Regions from separate parts of the Sus scrofa genome. Here region 1 is linked to region 2. Evidence: chromatin contacts called from public Hi-C data. All regions are on one chromosome and are shown on one strand. Each heading gives the region's core, a stretch centred on a gene start, on an enhancer-like site or on the middle of the called end of the contact. The rest is flanking DNA. Distances are from core to core; before and after follow the strand shown. Region 1 holds the start of FAM60A (protein FAM60A). Region 2 holds the start of KIAA1551 (KIAA1551 ortholog).

Evidence for each region. Hi-C and Micro-C count contacts between places; a contact is called where the count stands out from the background.
Region 1: a contact with region 2 is called in a Hi-C map of heart right ventricle, with 5 times the contacts expected there. The contact joins the promoter of FAM60A here to the promoter of KIAA1551 in region 2. A contact is called at or near these places in 1 of 47 Hi-C or Micro-C datasets (heart right ventricle) and 1 of 2 datasets of contacts at active chromatin or transcription factors (alveolar macrophages).

The regions. Positions count from the first base shown.
Region 1 is chr5:42,926,969-42,933,074 of Sscrofa11.1, reverse strand. It overlaps FAM60A (protein FAM60A), which reads right to left and starts at 2,630. Exons shown (of 6, transcript XM_021092101.1): 1 at 2,445-2,630.
Region 2 is chr5:42,297,807-42,304,069 of Sscrofa11.1, reverse strand. KIAA1551 (KIAA1551 ortholog) reads left to right here and starts at 4,578. Exons shown (of 6, transcript NM_001243821.1): 1 at 4,578-4,613; 2 at 5,949-6,037. LOC100511509 (a long non-coding RNA gene) reads right to left here and starts at 4,441. Exons shown (of 3, transcript XR_001308761.2): 1 at 4,040-4,441.

The DNA of each region.
Region 1 (6,106 bases), core at 1,381-3,880, 630 kb before region 2:
AGAAACCTACGAGGGTCAGAGTTTCTAGAGCAAACTCTGCACCGCCCTACCACCCCAAGAAGCCCCGCTACCCAAACAGCCCCCGCCCCTGCCGCCCCCCACCCCCCACGTAAACACACAAAGACAAGAGCTGCACCCACGATTCGCTCACAGTCCTCACTTCCCTTTGTAGGATAACGGCAGTCCCCAAACTTCCCCGCGGTGGTTTTTGGGTGTCGTCGGGGCTGAGTCCCCTGATCGTGCGGGCTGCGCACGGCTCGGCTGGGGTGGGGGGGCCCTCGCCGCGCTCGCGGGTTTCCCCGAAAGCAGTCAAACGCCTCCCGGTTCCCACTCCGGTGCTCCGCGGCCGCCCCAGGCTGCGCTTCCCCCCACATACACACACCCCGGCACGCGGCGACGGCCGACACAGAGACACCCAGGCAGCAAACAGAACCGCTCCCAGGCGGATCGGTGCGTAAACACAACTGCGGTCGGGAGGAAAGTTCCTGTGGAGAGCTGCCCGCCCGGGCGGGGGCGGCGGCGGCGGCGGCGGCAGCGGCAGCGGCGGGAACCGAGCGCGTCCCTCGCTGCCGCCTCCCTCACCTGCGCCGGAACAACGGGCCCTGCGCCCGCCCGCCCACCCGGCCGGCCCGGCGCCTCCCGCAGGCCGCGCCTCCCGCACGCCGCGTTGCCGGGGCTTGTTCCTCCTCATGGCTTTGCCCTGACGTAATTCAAACATGGCAACAGTTCGACTTCAAAGGCGGATCCACAGACCTCCCAGACGCAGGCGCCGGTCCCGGGGAGCTGGCCGAGCCCTCGGTCGTCGCAGCAGCCAGCGCCCGGGCTCCAGCGCGGGGCCCCTCGGCTGCCGCTGGCCGCGCGGAAGCACGCTGCCTCTCCGCACACCCGCACCGCGCACTAGTAGCGCCGCGAAAGTTTCCCCGCGAGAGGCCGAGGGACAAAAGCCCCTTCCGAAACTCGCCCGAACTTCGGGGGGCCAGGCCTGCACGGCCCTCCGCCCGGCGGCCGCCCAGAGCGCCCGCCGGGCCCGCAACAGCACATGCGGCTCTTTGTTTTCTGTCCAGCTGGGCGCTGCCTACGTGCAGCAGGAGGGACGTGGGATTGTTTCTCTGAGGGAGATACTAGACGATCGCCCAGGGGAAGGGGCCGGACCCCACGTCCCAAAAGTCCGGGGCCGGTCCTGCCGTCCTCCCCTAGCAGCGGGGCCATTTAATCAAAGTTTTGCAATGTCCTTGATGAGAAACGCCCGGATTCCCCGCCCTGCACCGGCCGAGAGTTGGCGACTTTCACTCTGCTTTTGAAACTGGCAAGACGCCATCATCAGCAAGTCACATTGTCCTGCCGGCCGGCCCCGACAGCACCCGCATCTCCCGGCTGACCGCGAGCCAGAGGCTCAGCCGGACCTGGGAGCAAACCCGGGTCGCAGCCCCAGCACGTGGTCTGTCACGCTCGGCACAAAAAGCAGTGCCCTCCTGAGTTCCCGCACTCCTCCGGCGCAGACAACGCCGCTGCCTCCATCCCCAAGTCAACTTGACTCCGACTGGCCATCTTAAGCCGTACACCGTGGCCCTAGAGAGCGCCGCGGCGCCCAAACCACGCTACAGGTGAATAAATTGCGGACCAAACTTGAGGCTCCAGACACCCCGAACGCCTGCGCTGCCTGGGCGCGGCCCTGGGGAGAAGCGTTTCAGAGCCGGGGCCGCTTCCGAGCGGCCGCGTGCTGCTCATTGTCGCATCCGCATCCCTCCGGAGTTGGGCGGACAACGCCACCCGCATGCACTCCGGCCATGCCGGCACCAAGCCGAAAGGCCAATTTAAACCTCCTCCGCCGGCCAGCTCACAAGTAGACGCAACTTAGTTTTCGAGCGAGGGGCATTCATTGTCCACACTCATCTAAACACGCGCCGGGGGTGGGGGGGCAAGAAACTCAACCACGAGGTCCAACAACGGCGCCCGGCCACTCCCGGGCGCGCGCCCACGCGGGTGCACCGACCCAGGGCCCCTCGGCAGTCGCCAGCAACTCGTTTTCTCTCGGGCCTTTCAGCCACCAGGCTCCTTTTCGCCAGCGAGCACTGCGGCTGAGAAAAGTCATTGTCACCTTCAATGTGGACCCCTCAACTCCGGCGACTCCTCACTCTTCCAGGCTTCACTCACTTCCCCCACCCCAAGACTTTCGGTTTGCCTCAAATACCCTCCCCAATTAAAAAGGACACACTAAACATGCAGATACAAAGAATCTGGGGTCTGAGGACCACGAAAACCGCGCTCCAAGCAATGCCATCTCCAAGACAAAACTTCCTGTGTGCGTATATGAATGTGTGCGTGTGTGTCTGTGGAAGGACTGGGGGAGGTGGTGAGGTGAGGTGAAAAGAGAAAAAAAGCCACTCCGAAATCAAAGCCTCCTGAGACAGTTTTGCACCGCAGTAATGGTTAGAGTCACTCACCTTCCAGAAGCAACCGTTCCACGCGCAATAATGTTTCAGAGGTGGGGAGTGCACGCCAAGCCAACCCACGCTCCAATCGCTCCCTCCTCCTCAACTGCCTTGTCTAGAAAGATTGTCTCCTGCAGTTCTGCAGTTGCCACGGCTGGCGGGGAAGGTGTAGATTCCGCTTTCCTTCTGCGCACGCGCAGCTCCTGGTACAAAATTCTCCTGAATCGAACTTATTTGCATACGGGCGCGCGCGCGTCGAGGGCTGGGAGGGGAGAAGGCCCGGCGGCCGCGCGCGCTCCCGAGGCCTCTATTGTCCTTTTAAGGGGAGAAGCGCCGCGGCGCGGGAAACGCGGCGGCCACAGGGAAACGGGGGCGGGGACTGCTTACTACGGTGACGTCACGTAAACAAACGCCCCCTGGCTGGAGGCCCAGGCTAAGGGGGAGTGGCGAGAGGGGAAAGGCGGAAAGGTTAGCAACCCAGGGAGAACACTGGGCTGCGTGTCGTACTTTACACTCGGAAGCTTTTCGCGCACACCGTTTCGCGTTGAAAAATAGTTTTGAAGGCTGTTTTTGCAAAATTTTCACATCTCTGCCCAGTGTCTGAACTGAAGTGGCAGGGGAGGTGGTCTTCCAAGCGCCCAGATTGAATTAATACTTCTCCCATGTTTCCTAAGTTTTGCTTGAAAAAGGGTTTTTGAATCTTTTTTTTTTTAAATTCTCTGAGGCCAACGGAGATTTGTCTTTCTTGCAGTTTTAATGAGTCGTTTAATAAAGTCCCATTTTGACATTCTGTTCATTCACCAGCTCCCGTCTGCACTCCTCAAAGAGTAACCCACTCCATAATAATTCAGTTTTTTTCTCCACTTTGGCCTTAAGATTTCAAGCCTGTTGCAGTTGAAGAGTTGTTAATTTCCGTGGGAATAGTGTCGCTTTTCTTTTATAGTGGAAAGCCAGTAATCTAGGGACACACATCCCACCTCCAGCTGCTAGTAAAGGGTGATCCAATCACCCAGAAATAATACCACCAACTGGTGGTCTTGGGAATTGAAAAAGTTGCCGGTGAAATGCAGAGTTTCCCTTATGGAATATGTAATAAACCAACAATCTAAATGCTTCTTGCCCCAGAAGAGAAAAAAAAAAAAAAAAACTGAAGAACTGAAGTAAATCTCAGACCAATAAGTGAAAAATGGAAAAAAAATAATTGTGGTACACCTTTATTCCAAGAACACATCTAACACCAACAGGCTGAGACACTGATTTAATGACAGACATGGGGAGACAGGAAGGATGTTTTTCCCAGAAACTTGATATTGGTCCCAAGATGCAAAAGTGTGGACATTAACCATAAAACTTAATCATCTGCTGACAAGTTTCACTGCTTTCACTGTAGTGTCAACAATGTGGACTTAGATATTTCTGATGCAAATCAAAACCACTTTGAGATACCACCTTACACTGGCTAGAATGACCATCATTAAAAAGTCTACAAACAGGAGTTCCCGTTGTGGCTCAGTGGTTAACAAATCCCACTAGGAACCATAAGGTTGCGGGTTCGATCCCTGGCCTCGCTCAGTGGGTTAAGGTCCCGAGTTGCCATGAGCTGTGGTATAGGTTGCAGACGCAGCTCAGATCCAGTGTTGCTGTGGCCCTGGTGTAGGCCGGTGGCTACAGCTCCGATTCGACCCTTAGCCTGGAAACCTCCATATGCCAAGGGAGTGGCCCAAGAAATGGCAAAAGGACCAAAAAAAAAAAAAAAAAAAAAGTCTACAAACAATAAATGCTGGAGAGGGTGTGAAGAAAAAGGAACTCTATTACACTGTTGGTGGGATTGTAATTTGGTACAACCACTGTGGAAAGCAGTATGGAGATTCCTCAGAAAACTAAAAACAGAATTACCATTTGATCCAGCAATCCTTCTCCTGGGCATCTATCCAGAGAAAAACCATGACTCGAAAAGATACATGTGCTCCAATGTTCATTGCAGCACTGCAGTATAATAGCCAAGACATAGAAACAACCAAAATGTCCATCGACAGAGGACTAGATACAGAAGATATGGTACATGTACACAATGGAACATTACTCAGCCATTAAAAGGAAAGAAATAATGCCATTTGCAGCAACATGGATGGACCTAGAAATTATCATGCTAGGTGAAGTCAGTCAGACAGCAAGACATCAACATCATATGGTATCACTTACATGTGGAATCTAAAAAAAAGACACAATGAACTTCCTTGCAGAACAAATACTGACTCACAGACTTTGAAAAATGTATGCTTTCCAAATGAGACAGGTTGGGGGGTGAGGGGATGTGCTGGGGGTTTGGGATGGAAATGTTACAAAATTGGGTCATGATGATCGTTGTACAACTATAAATGTAGTAAAATAGAGTAATTAAAAAGAAATATCAAACTGAAAAAAATAAATAGATAGATATTTCTGAAATGCTAATTTAATGCAAAAGCCAGTTCCTGGTACACACACGATGAACCCACTTCTCAAGTCTTCAATTAATGCTTCTTTTTTTTCTGTAGGCTCTATAGCATACTATTTCTATAACTGTATATGAAACCATACGTTAAATACCTACAAAGGAGAAAAAACCTGACACCCCTCACTAAAACGTTAGCTTCCTAAGGGCAAGAATTTTATATTGTATTCACTTTTGTCTTCTAGTGTCTAAAACAGTGCAGAGCACATAATGAATTCTGAATTTTTGTAAAATAATAAATCAATGGATATTTTCAAACTTAGTATTAGAGATTTATCTCAAGGAAAAAAAAGCTTTAGTTTGGAATTTTTATATTTAACCTAAAATGAGTTTGGAAGTTATAATGGTCACCTCAACTGATATGATGCCTGTCCATATCATAATAAATCAGGTTTAATAACCAGTTTAGTGGCAAACTGGGCTCAAAGCATAAGCTTCCACCTTCTTCTTTCTGAAAAGGATTTTTTAAATTTGGCCCAGGTTGTCTCAAGTACTTATTTGGTTTATGAAAGACCTTCCAAAAATAATTTCACTTTAGAAATTTCAAATTTCACTTTTGAAAGTATGAAAAGTGCAAATATAATAATGTTTTTCAGACTTCAATTATTGCTTGTAAGATATCTTTATATAAATATAAAAATGAATATTTATATAAGATATAAATACATACCTTGAATGCCTTTTCTTTTGAAAGTTTGTGTAAAGAATATATGTAGTAAGGAGTTCCCTTCGTGGCGCAGTGGTTAACGAATCTGACTAGGAACCATGAGGTTGCAGGTTCGATCCCTGGCCTTGCTCAGTGGGTTAAAGGATCTGGCGTTGCCCTGAGCTGTGGTGTAGGCTGCAGACATGGCTCGGATCCTACGTTGCTGTGGCTCTGATGTAGGCCGGTGGCTACAGCTCCGATTCAACCGCTAGCCTGGGAGCCTCCACATGCCGTGGGAGCGGCCCTAGATAAAGCAAAACAAAACAAAACAAAACAACAAACAAAAAATAAATAAATAAAAAGATATCTTAAAAAAAAAAAAAAAGAATATATGTAGTGGGAGTTCTCGTCGTTGCTCAGTGGTTAACGAATCCGATTAGGAACCATGAGGTTGCAGGTTAGATCCCTGGCCTCACTCAGTGGATTAAGGATCTGGTGTAGGCCCACAGCAACAGCTCTGATTTGCCTAAAAGG
Region 2 (6,263 bases), core at 3,329-5,828:
TTACCTCTTACATGAATAATAAGCATCTTTTGCACAAATTTCTTACTATAGATATACCAGTGACATCATGCACTTTTCTAAAACATGTTTTATAAGTTCAGGAGTTAACAAGTCTTGAACTAAATTATGCTCTTGAAAAATTGTATAAAATCTCAATATTCAAAGTAACTTTGCTTTTCAATGCTGTAAAACACAGGGAGAAGATCTGCAATTTATGATGGGGACATAGCATAGAAAAATCTAATCTTTTGGGGAGGTCTTTGTCCAGCCAGGCAAGTTGGACTGTTGCAGCGGAAACAGACAAAGGGGCACTCAGAGATGTGGAATAGCAAGGTTTATTCAGCACCATTGAGGGCTCAGAGGAGCTGCTTCCAGAATCTGAGCACCAGGTCTTTGTTCTGGGTAGCTTTTATACAATACAGAATTCCAGGTCTTAAGGTTTTCCCAGGCAAGCAATCCTGGCCTTCCCCCTTCCCTGAGCAGACAGAGTTCCCGCCTAAGAAGCTGAGCAAGCAAGATTACAAAGCGAAACTGATAAGCAATGCTTGGAGCACCATTAGCAGGGCTGCTAGCAAAGATATAAGGCACGTAGTTGCTGGAAGATTACAAGAAGGTAGTAGGTGGCGATCAAAGTTGCTGACAGGCACTTAGCTGCCTTTTCGGGGGTGGAGGGTAGGGGTAGAGGGTTGTTTCTCTAGTTAAAACTCTTACTTCAGGGTAACAGCATTCTTTGGCATGTTGAGTTATAAATATCTTAAAGAGAAGGCATGATTAAAGTCCAGCCCATGATTAAACAACTTTTAGGTCCTAGAGATTGTGTCCTCCCCTTGTGAGTCTCCTTGCTGGTGACCCTTCAAGGGCTGCTGTATTGACACCTGTCAATTGTACTTTAGGACTGGTGTAAAGACCACACTTCTGGAAAATAAGACAAGCTTTTGCCTGTAGGAGACAGAAGAAAGTCAGCACAAATGTGGGCAAGGATACATGGCAGAGAGATCAGCAACTTCATCTCAAATAGAGTTGTAGCTTCCTGGGAATTAAATCTTATTGAGCATTAAGGCTTTCTTAGGCTGTATAGAAGTGGGGTCCAGTCAGACTTTCTTGCAACAAAGCCCCACTTTTCCTTGGTTCATTTCTATTTGCTGACCTGTGTGGCTTAGGCTCTGGAAAATCCCTTATCTGAGCCAAGAGCCACCCCCGCCCCCCGCAATATTCCAGGAACTGCTTTTAATTGTATATTAAATCATGCAACCATCTAATAATCCTATGAGTTAGTGTTTCTCACTTTACAGTTGAAAAAACTGAGAGGAGACAGGTTAAGTGATTTTCCCAAAGTTGTATGTCTAGTGTGGCCAAGCCATGATCTGAACTTCAAGAGGGCAAAGGAATACCCTGCCCTCCATACTGCAAGAACTAACCAACCTCTGCCCTTTTTCATTCTTATTCATTCAGATTGCATTCCCTTGTTTACTTTGTTGACTTTCAAAATAGAAGTCAGTTATTTTACCTGCAAAAAATGAGTTTATTCAGGAATAGCAGAGGCACTGTAACAGAGAACAAATCTTACTCCATATTGGATCTATTCCTTTAGTTATAACCTTTGTTTTCTGTTAAGGCTTAGTCATGCTGACTCTGTAACTTCACCTCATTAATCAGTAAAAAAAATGTTGCCTATAGTCTGAAATATACATAACTGCCCTTTTTCAAGGCTCTAGCTCCCAGGCTTGACCTTTAAAGCCATAACAATTTTCATTCTTACAGAGATTAAAAAGTTGCAGAAGAGAATGATGTTTGTTTGGGAGGTTTACAGGAATACCAAACCTACTTGAATAGCTGCAAAAACAAAGGTTTATCGTATCTCCTCAGGGGGTCTGGCCTGCCCAAAGAAGTCAGCCACACCTCCACCCCTTTTAGTATAAAAAAAGTCTGAATTCTAATTTGGGTAAGATAGTTCTTTAGGACACTGATCTGCCATCTTCTCTGCTGCCTTTCTGAATAAAGTCATCATTCCATCTCTGAATGGCTCATCTCTCTTAATTATTGGCCTGTCAGGCAGCAAGTGGTATGAGTTTGGACTTGGTAATGAAATGCAATTCATGTCAAGTAAGCTATAGCAAAAGCCACAGGCAAATCCAACAAACAAAGGAAAGTTATTTTACGGAGAAAAAGGAAGAATTTGGAAGGAGTTCTTTTGAAGGAAAAGTGCATTAGTGAAAAGTGAGGGTGATGACACTTTTTCACTGGCTGAGTTGCTGTGGTAGTGAAGCAGAATAAGAATTCAGGTAGTTAGTGTAGGAACATGGGCTTTGATATAGTCCCTGATTAATGTCCATGGTTTAAGGTTTGTAAAAACAAATCTAGACAAGCAGGCCTTGCTCGTTGGAAGATTAACTATTGAAAGTACATCTGTTTTACTTCAAGATGGACATTAACCTCTGACCTATACCTTTGGCTGTTAGCAAAAGAATGTAAAGAATAGCAAGTCTAAGTCTAGGGAAAAGAACAAAAGGACCATAAAACTTACCAAGCATACCCTAACCCTAAGCCCCTATTGGACAAGGCCCGATTGATACAGGTGCTGGGCAAGGCCAACAGGGAGAAGGACTGATATCCAGGACCCACATTGGTACCCCTGTCTTTTTTCTTTCTTTTTTTTTTTTCCAGTTTCAAATCTTTATTTATGCTGCCTTTAGGGATATTCTTGGGAATCAGGAAGAAATTACTTTTTATTCATTTTTAAGTACCCAACTTTTAAGAGATAAAACGTCCTTAGAAAATTGGAGGATGGTAAATATAGAACTACCATAATGACCCAGCAATCCCACTCTGGGCAAAGCTTTCCTTGAAAAAGACATGTGCACGTGTATGTTCATTGCAGCCCTATTCACAATAGCCAAGACATGGAAACAACCTATATGTTCACTGACAGATGAACGGATTAAGATGATGTGAGATACATACATATATAATAGAATACTACTCAGCTGTAAAAAAGAACAAAATAATGCCATTTGCAACAGTGTGGATGGAACTAGAGACTCTCATACTTAGTAAAGTCAGAAAGAGAAAGACAAAAACCATTTGATATCACTTACATCTGGAATCTAGTATACAGCACAAAGGAACCTTTCCACAGAAAAGAAACTCATGACTTGGAGAACAGACTTATGGTTGCCAAGTGGGAGGGAGTGGGATGGACTGGGAATCTGGTGTTAATAGATGCAAACTATTGCATTTGGAATGGATAAACAAGGAGATCCTGCTGTATAGCCCTGGAAACTACATCTAGTCAGTTGTGATAGAGCATGATGGAGGATAACGTGAGAAAAAGAATGTATATACACACACACACACACACATATATATATATGTCTGACTGGGTGACTTTCTGTACAGTAGAAAATTGACAGAACACTTGTAAACCAACTATAATGGAAAAAAAATCATTAAAATAAATAAGTAAATTTATCAACAACAACAACAACAAAAGAAAATCAGAGGATGGTAACTCTTCCTCCCCTTCCCAGTGTCTGTGCTGGGAGCTGTCTGCCTTCCTGTAATGAAGACTTTTGTTTGCCTGTGTGTTCTCCAAGTTCATTCTTTGACTTCATGAATGAGAACCTGGATTCTAGTATCAGTAGTCTATTCTTCTTCTTTTTTTTTTTTTTTTTTGGTATTTTTGCCTTTTCTAGGGCCGCACCTGTGGCATATGGAGGTTCCAAGACTCCGGGTCTAATTGGAGCTGTAGCTGCCAGCCTACGCCAGAGCCACTGCAACTCGGGATCAGAGCCGTGTCTGCAGCCTACACCACAGCTCACAGCAACGCGCGATCCTTAACCCACTGAGCAAGGCCAGGGATTGAACCCAACCTTATGGTTCCTAGAGGATTCCTTAACCACTGAGCCACGACGGGAACTCCAGTGCTCTATTTCTTGAATGAGATCCAAGGGTACATCTTTTCCTGTTTGGACTTATAATTGACAATTTTTCCTATAATTTCCTATAATTTTTTCTATAATTAACATGGAGAGATACTTACTGCATGAGAGCTCCCTCTTCTGGCCTCCCAACTTCATTTTGGTGAGGTTTCCCTTCATTTTCACAACTTTCTCCTATCAAAATCCTCCTAGAAAAAGAGCCTATTACCTTTTTTTCAGAAGGGTCCTTTGCATTAATGGATGATCTCCCTTGTTAGAAACATACATTTTCAGCGCGGAGTTAGAATTACTGAATTGGCAGTTTTGCTGGTGATGCTCTTCAGTACCCTTTTAACAAGTCCTTCGCGAGATTCTAATGCAAGCTAAAGGCGGAGGGCCACTGCTGGAGAAGTTTTCTTCGTCAGATAACGTGAACATGTTTTGCAAGCTCGGGAGATGACTGGTGAGCCGGGATGGCCCGGACTCTACTTCATCTGAGTGGCACTAGGACCACAGCGCTGCGCGGGGGACCGGGTCTCTCAGCTGCCTTTGCGCACAGGGCGGAGTCCAGCTGTTCCGGGAGCCCGGCCTCCAGCTCGACACGCCCCTGGAGGCGGACCCGAGTTGACTTAAACTCCAGGGCCGCTCCGCAGACGCGTCCTCCCAGCTCGCTCTGGCTGGTTTATGCGCCCATCGGTAAGTGAGAGACCTGGTTCCCGGCCGCCACTCGTTCCTATTCTCTGGTCCTCGGCCGGGCGCGGGGCTCCGGGGGCCGAAGTGCCCAGGGGCGGGGGCTGGGCGCGCGGCGGGGAGCGCTTTTGTTCTGCGGCGGGGACTGGGTAGCAGTCGGGGCTGGTGGTGGCGGGGGAGACTTGGGCCTCGGCCCGCGGCTCGCGCGCCCCTCTGGCCACCGCCCAGAGCTCGGCTGGCCCGCCGGCCGCGGCCCGCTGCCCTCCCGCGGCGCGGGCGGCCTCGGAGCAGTAGAGGACGCCGAGCGCGACCGGGAGGGCGGCGCCTCGCCGGGTGTTTTCTGTGGATCACCTTACTCCTCATGGTAGAGGTAGCGGGTGGCGACCGCGAGGACGCATTTTCTTAAACTCCAAGATGATTGGTCAGGCTGGTGGATGTGAGAGTAGCTGATGTTTTTAATTGTTTCCTGTCTCCGGCTTGGAAAGAAATTTTTTGTTTTGTATGTGTTTCTCGAATGATCCTTTACTCCCCGCCCCCCATTATCCTGAACCTCCTAAAACTGAATTGCTCAGGTTACGTCTCCAAGTGGCCCGCGAACGCGATTATGCCGGGGATGCTTTCTGCTCCTGAGGAAGTTAGTTCCTCGAGGCATTTTTAAATGCATAAATGCGCACGGATTTTAAATGTTCTCCAGGGACTGGAATTGCCGAAGCAGATGTCCTTAGGGACCCGAGTTCAGCAGCAGGCTTTCAGGGAATCGTTTCAGTGAAAACAATTTATTTGTAATACTCTAAGTGCCTACTTTCGAAATAAAGAAACTTGCAGGTGATGTGAATGAGCCTGCGTGCATTTTAATAGGCGGGTCGCAGGGCTTGTTTGCGGATTTTCCCTGATTCACCTGTTCATTGTAAATCAATTGAAGTTTTATTGGATGTGAACATTTATGAATTAGTTACTTTTTGTTTTTGGGTTTTTTTCCCAGTGCGGCCGGATTCTCATTTACTAATCCAATGAAGAAAAGTGTTTTAGAATAAATAATAGGATAATAATGGGCCAGGAGGAGCGCACATAAATTCTCACTTAAAAAGTGAAGGTATTTTAGGGCAGACCTGGTTTCTTTGTTACTTTACCCTTTTAGAAAAAAAATCAGTAAACTTAGTGTGCTTTTGGTACAGCTTTAAGGAACACAGTTTTGCACAGTACTGTCCCATCGCTAATAAAAATACACGGTAAAACTTTTAGCGTGTATTTTTTATTGTAAGTTTAAGTGAGTTTTATATAAATAAAGTGTAAGTTTTATATTAAACTACAGTTATATAAAATGTTTCTTGCTGTCCCTAGGACCAAAGAAGTAAACACTGTATGCAGGTACTGACATGTTTGGAAGGAAATGGGAATATACAAAATAATGAAGGAGTAACTATTTAAAGGTAAGTGTGCCATCTCTGAGAAGTTTATTCTAATGTATCTGTTATGAAACAAAATTATTAATTAAATTGGATCAGCATTGGTTAAATGTTCAATTACAGGATACAGTGAGTTTCACAAAGCTTGAGAAGTAATGTTGGCGTAGCAGGGGGGAATTGTTGATCTTTACAAGATAAGGAATGGGAGATGATGATGAGGTGGTTGGTCTAAGTTACTGAGGAAGAGGTT